Regions from separate parts of the Danio rerio genome. Here region 2 is linked to region 1. Evidence: chromatin contacts called from public HiCAR-type data. All regions are on one chromosome and are shown on one strand. Each heading gives the region's core, a stretch centred on a gene start, on an enhancer-like site or on the middle of the called end of the contact. The rest is flanking DNA. Distances are from core to core; before and after follow the strand shown.

The links. HiCAR-type assays count read pairs that join an accessible place to other places.
Region 2: a HiCAR-type map of caudal fin shows a contact between it and region 1, with 5 times the contacts expected there. The contact joins the promoter of tmem81 here to the promoter of kcnq2a in region 1. A contact is called at or near these places in 9 of 18 Hi-C or Micro-C datasets (caudal fin, embryo, gastrula embryo and 2 more) and 3 of 4 datasets of contacts at active chromatin or transcription factors (caudal fin, embryo and gastrula embryo).

The regions. Positions count from the first base shown.
Region 1 is chr8:27,318,061-27,321,058 of GRCz12tu, forward strand. kcnq2a (potassium voltage-gated channel, KQT-like subfamily, member 2a) reads right to left here and starts at 1,582. Exons shown (of 7, transcript NM_001114907.1): 1 at 1,265-1,582. The coding sequence starts at 1,560.
Region 2 is chr8:27,465,880-27,468,877 of GRCz12tu, forward strand. It overlaps tmem81 (transmembrane protein 81), which reads left to right and starts at 1,581. Exons shown (of 2, transcript XM_009304032.3): 1 at 1,581-1,681; 2 at 2,962-2,998. The coding sequence starts at 2,964. prex1 (phosphatidylinositol-3,4,5-trisphosphate-dependent Rac exchange factor 1) reads right to left here. Exons shown (of 42, transcript XM_073910421.1): 2 at 932-995; 3 at 107-206. The coding sequence starts at 978.

The DNA.
Region 1 (2,998 bases), core at 332-2,831:
CTATAACACCATGACTGCCATACTGTATATAAAGGGGTAGTAGTTCACCCAAAAGTATTAATATGGTGTTAATTTACCATTTTTACTTTTATTTCCTCATTATACAATTTAATAAGTTTTCTTTCTATAACAGTGGGCCAGAGGTTAATAAAATGCTATTAATTTGCTACTTGCCACTTTGAGAGTCAAAAAAGTACTGGTGGCTCCTGACCATACTATTATGTCTAATGAAACTAAATAAATCTGCAAAAAAAGTATCTTTAATCCACAGCCTCTGTGAGCATGAACATTCTTCAGCAGCACATTCACAACAGTAACCTTCCTGTCACATGACGACATAGAGCCTAGACAACTGTATGAGTTAGCACACACTCACACATCAGCAATCGCTATTGCTTTAAAAGAGAGGCAGGACATGTTTGTAATATTCTTCAAGGTGTACTTGTGCTTATGCTGGATGCGACAATAACTAAAAACTTTTGTTTTGCTTGTACATTTTTTTTTTCTCTTCGCAATCTTTTTTTAGCGATATAGTAAAGAAAAATATCTTATTTTGTATATGGGCCATACATGAACAGCCAAAACGAATCACGTTTGAGTTAACGATCCTTTTAAGACGCCATAACTGGCCAACTCAAACTTTTAAAAGTCTTCACAGCATATATTACTCTACATATTTATGAATGCAGAATTACGCCAATAATTTACGAGAGCCATGTCCAATTGATCTAATTCGTACCCCTTCACCTTCCACATTGTTCCTACTACTACGCCCCTGTGCCACAGCAAAGAGCCCAGCGACTCCCCCATTCACATGCCGTCGGTGTAGCCATGGACCGCTGGCACGGTTTTCCACCTTATTGGCAAGCATCACGAATTTGTTGCCTGCGTTTGAAAGCGGGGTATAGAGCAAACACAAGCGCACTGACGCGGTCCAGGAGCTGACCGGTGCTGAAACCACTGCCTATGATACGCTATGAGTCCACAGTATTCATCATTAATACCCTCAACACTTTCCGCCGTCCCATTATAAAATATGCACATCTATGAGAGGCTCATTTGTCGCTACTAATCTTCTGGCATTTGCTACACAGGGAAAACTTTTTCACATTTATTCACACTGACGCTCTGCGACAAAAGCAGCAAGCAGGCAGGCCGACAACATCTCAAAGTTTGAGCATTCTGGGCGGTGCAGCACAGCAGCCTCTCCCGCGGTGAGGTGCGTGATTGCCCCGCCGCGCAGTAAAAACGGGCACATACTCACACATAAGCGTGGTAAATGAACGCCCAGCCGCGGGGTCGCTCCAGAGCATTATACAGGAAATTTTGCAGTCTGCGATAACGCGCGTTTCTCTTGTGAGCGATGCTCCCTCTGGAGATGCTGGACCGCGGTCTGCACAGGATGCTGCCCCGTTTTGTGCTTTCGGAACCGGCGATGAGAAGTGCCCCGTCTCGGCTGGTCTCCGCAGCCCCGGGGTCCAGACCCACAAAGCCGACTTTCGGTTTCTTTTCCCCAGCCGGAGGGAGATAAACTTCCCCGTTGGCGGATTTCTTCACCATCCTTACAGTTTGACAGATCCAAACGAGTGTGTAAAGTAGCCGTGGGCAGACATTGCCGAACCGGGGTGTGTTCTGTAGTGCGGTGGTCTCCTACTCAAAGCCAATTGAAACGCTAAGGCGAAACTGCAATGGGTCGTCCTTTATCTGTACGCCTTCCGGCTCCTGCAAGAACTGATGTTTAATGTTTCAGCAGTCAGATTTTTGGATGGGGGCTCTGGTGAAGGAAATTGTTATAGTAGTAAATAATTAGGAAGCTTGGTTAAATCATTCATGATGAAAAGGAAATGGAACTTTGCGAGGCTGAAATCTTAATCAAACACTGTAGTAAGGCAAACAGAAGCCGATGTTGTTGATACTGTATGTTAAAAAGGTGACGTTTACCTAAAGCAAAGTTAATATTTTCAGTTTCTTTGGATTTACAGAATTTTGGTGTGGGTAAAATGTTATTTTTTACTCTATAAAGATCAACTAATAATTCTTCCAATTTTTGATTTCCAAAATGTTGTTTAGAGCTTTTTGTTTGGCAAAAAATGGTCAGAATAAAAAAATATTTTCAATTAATATTGGAAAAAACCAGGCGCTGCAGTGGCGCAGTACGTAGTGCTCTCGCCTCACGGCAAGAAGGTCGCTGATTCGAACCTTGGCTGAGTCAGTTGGCGTTTCTGTGGAGTTTGCATGTTGTCCCTACGTTCGCATGGGTGCGAAAAGAAATTGAATGAATGGATGAATTGGAAAAATCAAGGTTATTCCACCAAATAGCCTTTTAACTTCTCTGAAGTCAAAGAAATGGTAGTGTTTTTTGTACAAAAAAAAAAAAAAAAATTATATATATATATATATATGTCTGAAAGCCAAACAAGCTCTAAATTACAACTTTTTAAATTTAAATGATAAAGAAATTTAAAAAACATGTACATATAAAGGCATGTACAGCATGGAAAAAAGGTATTGAACACATCATGTTTTTCCTGCGGGAATAATATTTCTCATTAATTTCTCAGGTGTGAGTTTTTCACAGACTTCAACAGTGTAAAAATCTTGATGGTTCTGTGGGTCTCCTAAATCAAATCAGATGTTTATTTTGTTTTTTTTATTGGATTCAAGTCAGGTGATTGGCTGGGCCATTCTACAGCTTAATATTCTTTGTCTGAAATCATTTGAGAGTTTCCTTGGCAGTGTTTTGGATCATTGTCTTGTTGAAATGTCCACCCTGGTGTCATCTTCATCATCATGATAATGTAGATGTTGGACTGAAGCTGCGAATAATAAACTGATGAAGAGCAGAGGGTTGCTAAATATCTACTTGGAGATTTCAGCTACAGTTTGGGCTTTCACTGCGCTTTTACACCTCTCTTTCTTCACGCATTCAATACTTTTTCCCTGTGTCATTTCATTTTACTACACATAACTTAATTTGTAAACACATTAATATTGTTTT
Region 2 (2,998 bases), core at 331-2,830, 150 kb after region 1:
AGCCGCAGCACGATGGCGCAAGTCCAAAAACATGTGGTACAGGTGAATTGGGTAAGCTAAATCGTCCGTAGTGTATGTGTGTGAATGAGAGTGTATGGATATTTACCAGTGATGGGTTGCAGCTGGAAGGGCATCCGTTGCAAAAAACATATGCTGGATAAGTTGGCGGTTCATTCTGCTGTGGTGATCCCAGATTAATAAAGAGACTAAGCCAAAAAGAAAATGAATGAATATAAGATGATTAATTATTCTGATAGATTAAACTTTAAATATATAGTTTACAATAAAGCTGTTTTGAAATCCATGTTTGTCCTGAGATTTTGTTTTAAATGGTATTGACCTGTAGGTACCACCAGCAACTTCAAAGCAGTTTAGTAGGAGGAAAAACGTTCCTCCCATAGGCTATATTAAATAGCCAGACAAACGACCAGCTCTGGTGTTGAGCCAAAGAAATTTACCCTACTGAACACACTTCATGCATCCAGGCTAACAGGTGTCTAAACTACTACACTGGATACAAATATGTTGAAATAACTGTGAATATAAAACTAATATGAATATAAAACTGTAGATGAAAAGTAGTCAGATCACCTACCGTCAAAATTACAATGGTAGTGACGCAAATGACATGATCATTGCAGTCAGCTTCCACTGTTTATTTTAATCATTAAAGCCATTAGAACTTCATTTTGTTAAAATAAGTCTTAACAGTCTAAATCTGTCATTTTAAAACACATGGGGTATTCTGGTAAATATACATAGGCTATTAATATTAATTACCAGAACTATCATTTTTGTTTCTGTGTCCACACAGAAGTCACTTTAGTTAACAAGAAAGGGAGTAAATGGTGACAGAAATGGTTGAACTGTCTCTGTAAATGTTAGTTTGTTTGTTCTGATGTACAGAAGGTTGTCGAGGCTTTGTTCATACCGTGTGTGCCCTTGAGGTGATGCATCCTCAGCATGACAATCAGCCATCAGTGCCTGTCCACATCCTGTTTACACCATCACAAAAGACTAGAGTCAAGTTCTCATCGCTCTCACACTAAAATATTTGGCCACTAAACCACCAGACTCCACCAAATGAATGGACAAAAACGTAAAGGTTAGGAATGAGTCTTTGGCCTGGTTTGAATCACTTTACCCCACAGGAGTCGTTCAGCTCCAAGCATTTCATAGCTGTGCGACATTTGAGAGGTGTCAATAACCGCTGGTCCTGCTTTACTTGGCTGCCCACACTAACTAAACATACTAGAGAAGTCTAAAGTTGTCATTGTTTGCTTTGGTGTGACTTAAATATTACTTTTTACCGAAAACTTAAACAAATATAGGTGACAAACATGTAAATACAATCAATAAATTTGTTACTTCAACCAAACCGGTAGCGTAATCACTCTGTCAAATGTTCTGTGACCGACCGCCATCTTGTGGCGGCAAAAGGCAACATAACAAAAACTCTGACTTTTTGTCCGTCTGAGATTATAACTCACTTAAAATATATATTTTAAACAAATAATATATGTTTTAATTAATAATTATAGCTTAATTTCCTCACCTCTATTATTTTAAACGACCTGACCAGATCAATCGATGAACGTACACACGTGACGTTTTTTTTTCACAGATGATGTTTTGAAGGAAATCAGAATCGACAGTTGACGGTTGACAAGTATCAAATGAGGTAATAATATCCACATTTTCTTTTTTCTGATTGATAAATTATTCAATATAACAAATATTTTTAATCTTATAGTCCTAATAATAAGTGCGATAAAACAGTTTGGAGCATAATTATGGAACAAACATTTGTTTTTTAAATTTGTTTGCTTAAAATTTAACTTTACTGTATACTAAAGATTATTAAAAGACGAAAAAGGAATTTAATATTTAATTAAATATTAATTTAAATCTGCTGAAAGGATACATGTTGAACAAGATATTTAACAGTAACGTCATACATGCTATTTCAGAACCCTGACTTGCCATGAAGATATCTGAAGATATACACCAAGTTAACTTACCAGTCAAAAGTTTGGGGTCAGTTTTTTTCATGTTTTTTTTTTTTTTTTAGTTATTCTGTTAATCAGGGAGGCATTTATGTAAAGAAATGTTAAATTGTTAAATATTTATAAAAATATAAATAACTGCTTTCTTATTGTATGTAGTTTTAAATGAAATTATTACTCTTGTCATTATTGCTTTTATTACTAATACCATTAATAATAATAATAGTTATAATGATATTAATTAATATTAGAGTGATTTCTGAAGGATCATGTGACTCTGAAGACTTAGTAATGAAGCTGAAAATTCATCTTTAAAACTCCTGTAATAAATGAATAAATGAAATGATAAACTACTTTGAACAGTTATTTTATAGTGCAATCACATTTCACAGTTTTACAATTTGTATTGTATTTTTGATTAAATAAATGCAGCCTTGGTCAGCAGGATAAGCTTATTTTAAAACATATAAAAATTATACTGACCACACACTTTTGACCGGTATTGTATATGGAATGATTTTGAGATTATAGGAGCTGAAAACAACACATAAAGCATAAGCATAAAACTGTTATTGAAGGTTTACATTGCAAATCAGATTAGAAGCACTTGTTTGGCATCTCATATAATAGAGCCACTAAAAATAAATAAATATACGTAAATAAATGTAATTATTTGCTGTGAACATTCTGTGTGGGCCTATAACTAATACTATATTTGTTTGTATTGTAAATTTTTCACATTTCTCAATATTTCCATTTTCTAAGGCAAAAACTAATTTAAAATATGAATACTTAAATTTTAAAACAAATAATTAGATAAAAAGCAAACAATTACATTTTCTTGCAAACGGTTAATTTTAAATAAAAATATGATAAATAATTTATTAAAAGACACTGTCATACTGAAAATCTACTGACAGCTTGGCTAGACTATTGCTCCTCTTCTGTGTCACAGTAATGGCTCTCTCCACACTTTGGCTGGTCTTAATGCT